Linked DNA regions of Capra hircus: region 2 is linked to region 1. A link is a contact called in public Hi-C data. All regions are on one chromosome and are shown on one strand. The core of a region is the stretch at or near the end of the contact, and the rest is flanking DNA. Distances in the headings are between cores, read along the strand shown. Region 1 holds the start of MBP (myelin basic protein). Region 2 overlaps MBP (myelin basic protein).

What was found. A called contact is a pair of places that touch in the nucleus more often than the background predicts.
Region 2: a contact with region 1 is called in a Hi-C map of blood, with 2.2 times the contacts expected there. The contact joins the enhancer-like site here to the promoter of MBP in region 1. A contact is called at or near these places in 2 of 5 Hi-C or Micro-C datasets (both in blood).

The regions. Positions count from the first base shown.
Region 1 is chr24:2,233,994-2,238,799 of ARS1.2, reverse strand. MBP (myelin basic protein) reads right to left here and starts at 1,480. Exons shown (of 9, transcript XM_018039439.1): 1 at 1,393-1,480.
Region 2 is chr24:2,279,781-2,284,739 of ARS1.2, reverse strand. It overlaps MBP (myelin basic protein), which reads right to left. Exons shown (of 9, transcript XM_018039439.1): 3 at 1,009-1,096. Among named protein-coding and RNA genes, the nearest start is that of MBP, 45 kb to the right of the region's middle. Within about 2 kb of position 3,404, at least 2 of the 5 cell types and tissues checked have an H3K27ac peak or open chromatin away from gene starts, as enhancers often do.

The DNA.
Region 1 (4,806 bases), core at 231-2,730:
AAGGTAGTCATTTCGGAACAGTTAAACCATTGGGAGCTACTATCAGCCACCATTTTACATAATATTTAACTGGATTCCCTCCTTTCAGGTTTTGGTTTATCCCATTTGGGAAAAAAAAAAGGTGGAGGACAGACGGCCCCTCCCCTGAACTGGGAGAAACAGCTGTGAGGCTGTGACCCAGTGCTGACCATCCCTTCCTGAAGGGCTGCTCCGGCCTAGCTCCGGCTGGGTCTGCACCCCTCTCAGCTCCCCACGTCCACGAAGGCCCCCAGCACTCCAGCGTGACTCTGCCAGGGAGCAGGGGGCAGGACTGAGCCCGGCTCTCGGGGTGTCCCAGACTCCTGGGCCATACTCTGCAAACCATTTCCCTGAGCTGGGGGGGTCTTGTCCAAAAGCCACATGTCTTAAATGGGACACACCCTAAAGCGCCCTTCCTCTGAGAATCTCTCCAGGCCAGGTGTGGAGTCCCTGTCAGAACAGCCAGCACCCCCAACCGGGTCTGGGTCTCCCCAGACACACTCCAGCCGCGCTGCAGAGGTTGTGAACTCACGGTATGGACTCCCTCACCTTGTCGCGACTGGAAAACAGAACCAGGAACCCAAAGGCGCTTGTTTCCTGCCAGAGTCCTACTGAGATCCCCAGAGAAACTCTAAGGCTTCTCCAATCCCCCCCTCTGCCTTCCGAAAGGAGAGGAGAAAGGAGAGCCTGGGAGAAACGAGACAGTGCCCCCAGCAGTCCAGAGGAGCCAGAGCCACCGGGTGCCTGGGGATCGTGCAGAGCACGCGGCACCCTCGGGACGCCGGCCAGTCCCGGGCCCAGGGGGGGCTTCACACCCGGGCGCCAGGCGCGCAGGTGGGCGCAGGTGGACGCGGCGGCGCGGCGGAGCCAGGCCAGGCCTCCGGAAGGCGGAAGCCCGGAGCGTCGCCTGTCGCCGCCCTCGGCGCTCAAAGGGAAACTGGTTTTCGCCCGGGCTGGGGGAGGGGGCAGGCAGGAGTCGGCGGTAAGCTCCAGACGTATCCTTACCGGGCACGTTAAGCGGCGGGTACCCCGGCCTGCCCTGAAGCTCGCCCAGGCAGCGGTCCCGCACGGCCCAGGGTGGCCTCCTTGACCTTTGCCACCTCCCACCCAAAACTCCACCCCGAGCGCCTCCTACGCTCTGCCCGCGACCCCGGCCCCCGACCCGGCCTTGCCCACACCTGGACACCCGTCGGGGACAGCCCTGCCGCTCGGGGTCGGCGTCTACACCCGCGCTCACCCCTCGCAGAGTGGCCGCCCGGGTGCCACCTGCCGCCACCTGCGCGGCCGCCCGGGGAAGCCCTGCGCCCCGTTCCCGCGTCCTCGCTCCGAGGGCGCAGACAAAGACACCCGCCCGCCCCCGGCGAGGTCACCCACCGCGCGGCGATCGTCTCTCCAGGCCGAGGGCGCCGCGGGGTCCGGGCCGCCTCCCGCCCCGAGCGCGCGGGGTCCCGGGGCTCCGGCGCCGCCTTCGGGGTCGGGGCCGCGGTCGCCGGGGCCGCAGGCTCGTCCTCGCTGGCGCGGCGGCGCAGTCTGGCTGCTGCTCCGAGGGCCGGGCGCGCCCGCCGCTCCTCCCCCGCCTCCCGGGCTTCCTGCGAGCCAGGTAAACACTGCCTTCGGGAGCCGGGCCTCCCACCTGCCGCCCGCGCGCCGACCACCTCTCCGCGGCTCCGCCTCGCGGGCTCCGGGCGCACGCCGGCCCCGCGCGGGGCTGCCCTGGGCGGCGCGGACTCCGGCCCGGGCTGAACTGCGGCTCTAGAGCCTCCGCTCGCGGCTGAGCCTCCGAACCACCCCGCCCGAGCGCGGGGAGGGACCTGCGATAGCATCTGCTCCACGCCCCATTCCGCGGGCGGCGAGGGGCCAAGCGCGGCCGCCCGGCTGACTCTGCTGCGCGGGCTCTGGGTTCAGGGCCGCCGCAAGACTGGCCCCTTGAGAACTCCCGGAGGTCCTCGTGCATCCAGCCTACAGACAGGTGCTCGCCGGAGAGCGGCGCCACAGCGGGAGGGCGCGCCCCGGGGTCTGCGGCCTGAGCATCTGTTGGCTTGCGGTCAGTGTCGCGTTCTTGGTCCGAAGGAAGACTGTCCTTTGGACGCCGGTCACCTGCACACAGTCAGATGGCCCTTCCCCCGACCCCCACCCCGGATTCTCGACCTCCTGATGGTGGAAAAGTAGGAGGCGTTGGGGGAGACGCTGGAGTCCTCACGACTTAGATTCCAGGTCGGGGGTCTGATCTGATACTTCCCGGGAGCCGGCGGGGACCCTCACTGTTTACCCGGGGGAGCGGAAGTCTGACCCCTGGCGAGGCTCAACCCGGGTCTCCTGGGCCGGCCGAGGGAGCGAGGAGAGTCAGCGCCCAGTGTGGCTTCAGGGCCACCTGTCCCAGCCAGCCCTCACAAACGGGGGGTCTGTGAACCACGTTCCAGGGCTGGTAATGCCGCCAGAACGGTGTCCACCATCGCAGAAACATTTGCTTCTTTCCTCGGAAAAGATTCGTCTGGGGGTTTCTGGGGTTGGAGATGGGAGGTCAGGAAGACAGCTGAGCAGCGGCGCGGGCTGTGCAGAAGGCGAAGCTTACCTGTTTCCCGGTTTTCTGTGGGGCCTTCCCTCCTTGCCGTAAAGGGTGGCTGGGTGCCGGTAGGGGAGCTGGAGGAATCCAAGGACGCTCAGGGCACTGACAGACCCCAGAAGCTCCCTGACTCCCAGGTTCCTGACTCCAGTCACTCTTAAAATGCACCCCCCCCCCATATATACTAGGTTCCACATGGAAGTCAGTTTTAGGTGGCTCAGATAGTGAAGAAACCACCTGCAATGCAGGAGACCCCAGTTCGATCCCTGTATCTGGAAGATCCCCTGGAGAAGGGAATGGCAACCCACTCCGGTATTCTTGCCTGGGAAATCCCACGGACAGAGGAACCTGGCTGGGCTACAGTCCATGGGGCTGCAAAGAGTTGGACATGACCAAGTGACTTTCACTTGAGCATCACAAACCACATCTCATCTGCTTCCCCCAGATGTCTTCCTGGAGTGACCAGGAAACAGGAGGATGGCCTTCTGACCTGCACAGGTCAGTGAGGGCTGAACACTGGGGAGTCCAGGCCACAGGGAAGCAGCAATGTTTGCCCTGCTTCCTGCTTGTAGAAACGTCACCGATGCCAGCAGCCATCTCTGCAAACGGCAGTCCTGCCAAGTTCCAGTTAACATTGTCCTTACAGTGTTTATAAAATCCCACCATGCATGTACTGGGGGATGTAATGCCCCCTGACTCATGGGAACTTCAAGGACAGTGTACACGAGGGAGCAAGGAACACGATAAAGTGATGAATGGGTGTTTGGAGGGCCCCTCGTGCTGGTGGGAGGAACCAGCGTGAAGGAGGCAGAGAGGGCCGCTTCCCCTTGGGGCTGTGGGGTCACACTTCACATGAAGATGGTCTTGCGTCTGTGAGCACAGTGACAGAGGTTTATGTTACTAATTTCAATAAAGTTGAAATGGGTCTTTTGACAGGTAAAAGATAAACTATCCAAACCTCATTGTCTCTGATATTTCTGAGCAAGTTATATGACCACTCCCCCTATCCCCCACTGCTCTTCATATGATGAGAGGAAGGAGCCTTCCGCATTTCATGTTGGAGCAGGGAGCACGAAGTTTCCTGCATGGCACACACTCAGTACATTTTTATTCAGTCCAGTTAAATCTCCAAATTACCCAAACTGAAGGAAGTCAGGAAATTAATCTAAATAATGTCCAGGAGACCAGACTGCATGAGTTAAAAAATCCCTTCATCAAGGGATGTATCTTTGGAATTATATTTTTGCTTAGACCTAGAATCACTTTCATCTCTGGTTTGTGATGAATAGTTGCTGGCGATACCCACAAAGTAGATAATCTACTTGTACACTATTGAGGCTTGATGGTTCTGCCATAAATTCCAGTTAATAACCGAACAGACTCCACTGTAGATGTGAGTGCCAGAAAATTAGGTGCATGAATTCCATAACGTGTAACATAAAAAGTTATGTAAACAAGGAAAACATTTGAGAGAGATCTCTTGACTACATGCACGCACATACACACACACACACACACACACACACACACAAGCCACCTGTCACTTCTTTTTATCCAAGAAATAAAAAGGCAAGGAGGTTTGTACAACTTTCACTGCGTGGGAAAAAACTAACAAAAAACATCTTTCATGCCTTTTTCTACCATCAATTTGTTGCTTTTGTATTTATACAAAAAGTGTGTGTATATATACATATGTATCTAGCATTTTTCTTTAAGGATAGCTTAATTTTATTAATAAAAATAAAAGCAAACTGCTTTCCATAAGACCCAGTCACTCTTGAACTACAGAAGGATATTCTGGATTCAGCATATTTTTGAAGGAAATGTGTACACACACAATAGGTATCATCCTCCCACTCTAATTGCGTCTAGAGTTTCTGTTCTCCGGTGAGATCTCAACCTTGAATGGCGTGTTTTCAACACCACGTTGAGCTCTTGGGCTCATGCGCACTGACAGGGAGACGCTTTACGAGCTGTGTGTCCGTGTGGCAGGTGTATTTTCCCCAGATGGCCCCCAGCCATTGCAAACCCACAAAACCCACGTTCTCCTTCCATTGTGACTTCATTGCCAGTGCCATGGAGAAGAGGGGATGTGTGTCCCTGTCCTTGACCCCGGTGCACCCCTGTGATGTCCTGCCCTAGGAGTCAGGCTCTGCACCTCTGCAGTGAGGTCCCAGCAATGCTGAGCCCATGTGCGCCCCTCTTCCAGGCCAGCGTTCTCGGAG
Region 2 (4,959 bases), core at 2,155-4,654, 44 kb before region 1:
AGCCTAAGATACTGAGAAAGTGGGCAGTGGTAGTCTGTCTAGTTCCATCCTTCTTGTGTGCCACTCAACAACGATGGGATTATAGAAAAGGAAAGGATTTTTTTTAAAACAGCAGATAAATCGGGAACAAAATTAAAAAAAAAAAAACTGGGGTGGATTTTCCTGCCTGATAAGTGAAGTGTGAAGAGACTCTTTTTTGGAAATAAGCAGAGACCCAGCCAGACCCTGAGGGGAGGCCTCACTCTGTGACTAAGGTATGTCTTAGCAGCCAGAGAATAGCCCTCTGTTTTGATAAGCGAGCCACCAGGAGCCAGCCTCTAGGAATACAAACACGTGGAGCAAGGAGCGACACCTAGGCCAGGTCTGCTCGAGTCCCAGCTTGGCCTGTGGCCCTGGGCGAGCCACCAGGCCCACCATCAGGCAGCGGAGGGGACCAAGAGTGAACACACAAAAGTCGGTGGGAACCTGAGAGGCAACCTCCGTCTCTAGGGCGACGAGTAAGTAAACTTTTACAGAAAACATATTTCCCAACACCTCCTGAGTCACTGTTGGCAGTTACCATGAACTCCAGCGTGTCCAGGTCCTGGGACTACGGCCCTTCCTCATTAGATGGTTCCTCTGTGCACTGTGACCGCTTCTGATGTCCACACCCAACTGATCAAATACATGATTGGAGAAACAGCGTATAGCAAGGGGAAACCTGGGGAATCTCTGGTGTCTGTGGGCACAAAACAGCACGCAAAACCCAGCCAAGAGCACAAGCAAGACGGAGACTGGCACTGAGGGTGGCCAGGGCAGTCTCACGGCGGCGGAGCATGTGAGGGCGTTCTCAGGAGGTGGGTGGAGGGTACTTAGCCTCCAGGTTTCTGCACAGCCTGCTCTTCTAACAAGGAGAACAGATTCACAGTTCACTCATGTAATTAAAAAAGTAAGACCTTCTCCAAATGAGAATGTGTTTGCCCAGGATCACCATAGGAAATCACATCTTCCCATTTTCACATTACATACCAAACACATCACTGTCTTCCGAGATCTCCCGGGAAAGGTCACGAGTGTTTCTCTTCTTTTCATATTCTCCTCTGTTAGTTTCACTGTCCTGGGGGGAAAAAAAACCAACACAACATAAACTCTTAAAATAATATGTTTTCCTCCTGACACATTTTGGAGCTGATAAACAAATTCTCACATCCATCCTCAAGGTCTGAGGTGGAATTTCAGTTTAGGGTGTGGATTTCTGTACAGGATGTGGCATTCTGCTTTGTTTTCTCTGCCTGAGCATGCAAGCATCTGGAGGATGTATTTCCATACAGAAGAAACGGAAATGATTAAATTAAATAAGCTAGACACCATCCCATGTATCTCAGGAATGTGACTACTTGGTCCCTGTTTTGGATTGTGAGCTGAAAGCATGGGATGGAACTGATACCAAAACTGATTCCCTTGGGTTCTAACTTTCTCCCAGTGGTAGCCCTGGGAGAGAAGAGGACATGGAACTACTGACTAGTTCAAAACTGGGAAAAGAGTACATCAAGGCTGCCTATTGTCACCCTGCTTATTTAACTTATACGCAGAGTACATCATGAGAAAGGCCGGGCTGGATGAGTCACAAGCTGGATTGCCGGGAGAAATATCAAGAACTTTAAATATGCACATGATACCACTCTAATGGAGGAAAGTGAAGAGGAACTAAAGAACCTCTTGATGAAAGTGAAAGAGGAGAGTGAATAGGCTGGCTTAAAACTCAACATTCAGAAAACTAAGATCATGGCATCCAGTCCCATCACTTCATGGCAAATAGATGGGGAAACAATGGAAACAGTGACAGACTTTATTTTTGGGGGCTCCAAAATCACTGCAGATGGTGACTGCAGCCATGAAATTATAAGAGGCTTGCTCCTTGGAAGAAAAGCTATGACCAACCTAGGCAGCATATTAAAAAGCAGAGACTAATTACTTTGCTAACAAAGGTCTGTCTAGTCAAAGCTGTGGTTTTTCCAGTAAACATGTATGGTTGTGAGAGTTGGACTATAAAGAAAGCTGAGTGCCAAATAACTCATGCTTTTGAACTGTGCTGTTGGAGAAGACTCTTGAGATTTCCTCGGACTGCAAGGAGATCCAACCAGTCTATTCTGAAGGAGATCAGTCCTGAATATTCATTGGAAGGACTAATGCTGAAGCTGAAGCTCCAATACTTTGGCCACCTGATGCAAAGAACTGACTCATTAGAAAAGACCCTGATGCTGGAATGACTGAAGGCAGGAGGAGAAGGGGACAACAGAGGATGAGATGGTTGGATGGCATCACTGACTCAATGGACATAGGTTTGGGTAAACTCCAGGAGTTGGTGATGGACAGGGAGGCCTGGCGTGCTGAAGTCCATGGGGTTGCAAAGAATTAGACACGACTGAACAACTGGACAACAGCAGCAGCCCTGGGGGAGAGTCCCTTCCAGGGTGCAGGACTGATACTAATATCCTCAACCACCTGGACCTCTGAGGGGAGGGGCTGGACTGGCTGGGTCTCCATCCTGTCTACTCTGGGAACCTGCACCCTCAGAGTTGGAGTTTCTTCCCTCCCTTCCCCCACTCCCTCTGCTTTTTTATGAAGACCATGGTGCTTTTTTTTGGGTGTGAGAGGACTCCTTGTCTTTTTTCTTGTTTATGTCAATTTTTTTTTTCCAGGGTGCTTTCTGAATTTTAAAATTTAAGTGCACAGAATAGATGTGGTTCAGTTCCTATTTTAAATCAATTTTATGGTATTTAATTATTTTCCTATGGAATGCCTGAGCTTGACATCAAATTCAAAAAGCACTGAAAAGGTCACGGGGAGACGAGTAGGCTCCCTGGGCACCTCCCAGCTGCCACCCTGCCTGCGGGTGAGGTTCTAGCCTCTGTCTTCCTCAAAACGGCCTGGGCTCATTTCAGCCATTGCCCAAGTTCACTCCCTTCCTCCTCCTTTTTGTGTTTATGTAAATGCTGCCACACTCTGGACATGGCTCTGCTTCTTGCTCTGTCACTGAACCAGGAGTCCTGGAGAGGGTGTCCCTGAGGACACTCTGTCCTGGTCAGCAGGGACCTAGCCCTGCATCACAGCGTCACTCTTCCCAGGTGACCAGGCTCCAGCCCAGGACCCTGTGACCTGTTATGACTGATGCTGCCTTACTCCTTGCTTGCTTGCTCAACGTTGCACAAGACACATTTCTGGAGGCGGAATGAGTCAAACCATAATCTTTTAAAGACAGTGCCTAACTTGGCTTCTGGCCAGACCGTGGGCAGCCTGCCTCGCTGAGCTCCCCTCCCTGCTGCTTCACTCTCTGGCCTCCATGCACACTTCGCATCGCTATCTTTCAGATCATCCCTTCCACCTGACCTGGGGGTTCAGGCCCTCACTGAGCCCCACCCCAACGTCAGTGGCTTCCCTGTCTCCAGTCCCCTTCCTGTGTCCCCCCTCTCCCCATCCTGTAGATCTGAGCTGGTCTCTACTGTAGACCAATATGCCCCATCCCTGTCTCCCCACCAACACTGCAAACTTTTTGAGGATGGGATACTGCCTGATAAATCTTTCTAGCCCCAAACCTGGCACAGCGCCTGGTCCCCCACAAGTGCTGGAGAGAAAACTTCAATTTTATGCTGTTTAAGAATAGCTTGAGGGCAGGAGGACAAGGGGACGACAGAGGATGAGATGGTTGGATGACATCACTGACTTGATAGACAGGAGTTTGAGCAAGCTCTGGGAGCTGGTGATGGACAGGGAAGCCTGGTGTGCAGCAGTCCATGGGGTTGCAAAGACTTGGACACGACTGAGTAGCTGAACTGAAGACTAGTTTTAAATGGCTAAGTCCTGTTTTAGCAGAGGGAGCCAAAGGTAACATAGTATGTATTTTTTCGTATCTACCTATTTATTTTTAGAAGAGAGTAAAACCTGGAACAGAAAGGATTTTGTGATAGATTCGTTCATCAGCTATAAATTCTTGTTATCTGTGTTGGTTTCACGTCTCCCTTCTATGCTGGTACGAATATCAGGTGCTATGCTATGCTAAGTCATCTCAGTCATCTCCGCCCCTTTGAGACGCCATGGACTGTAGCCCGCCAAGCTCCTCTGTCCATGGGATCCTCCAGGCAAGAATACTGGGGTGCGTTGCTCCTCCAGGGTATCTTTCCCACCCAGGGTTGGAACCCGAATCTCTCCTGCATTGGCTGGTGGGTTCTTTACCACTAGCGCCACCTGGGAAACCCATCAATATCATATCCTTCACTAACTACAAAATAATAAGCTTTATTGGAGAAGTGGTTAATTAAATGCAATTTAGCTGTTACTGTAAATCATTGTGGATATTTTTTCCCACATTTTAAAATCAAGATGCTCCTGCAAAATCAATGATGTCTTCTAACTAGAATGGACAGCGTTTTCCTTCTCGGTAAAACTCAGTAAAACAGTGCTGAGGGTCAGGGATGATGGTTCAGAGGAAAAGCTTGATATTTCAAGCAAATCATTGTGCTTTCAGTGAATGGAGGTTTATGATATGGTCACACAGCTTCCTCACATCCATGGGTGAGGCTGGAGTGGCATCGTGGTGAAGAGATGCTTCGTGTCTCACACCCTGCCTCACGCAGCCTCTGGGCTCTCGTAACAGGTGCCGCCCCAGCAGTGATACAGGCAGGGCCGCGGAAGCACCTCCCCCTCTGCCTCCACCTTCTCCCTTCTCCGTACCAGCCCTCTGCTTGAGTAAACACCTCTCCCCCACACCATGGAGCACGAAGGTGTGTGGAAAGTACATGCTGCCCTGGGAAATTTACTGACTAATTTCTGTCCAAAGAAAAGAACTTGTTTCCGAGACCTGATACCGTTGCTATTCGTGAGTATAAAAAGCATCCTTATAAAGAACACACTTTCAATAAGCGAAATGTCCACAAGTGACACAAAGAAATTAAAGGTGATGTGTCTCAAATGGGACGAAAT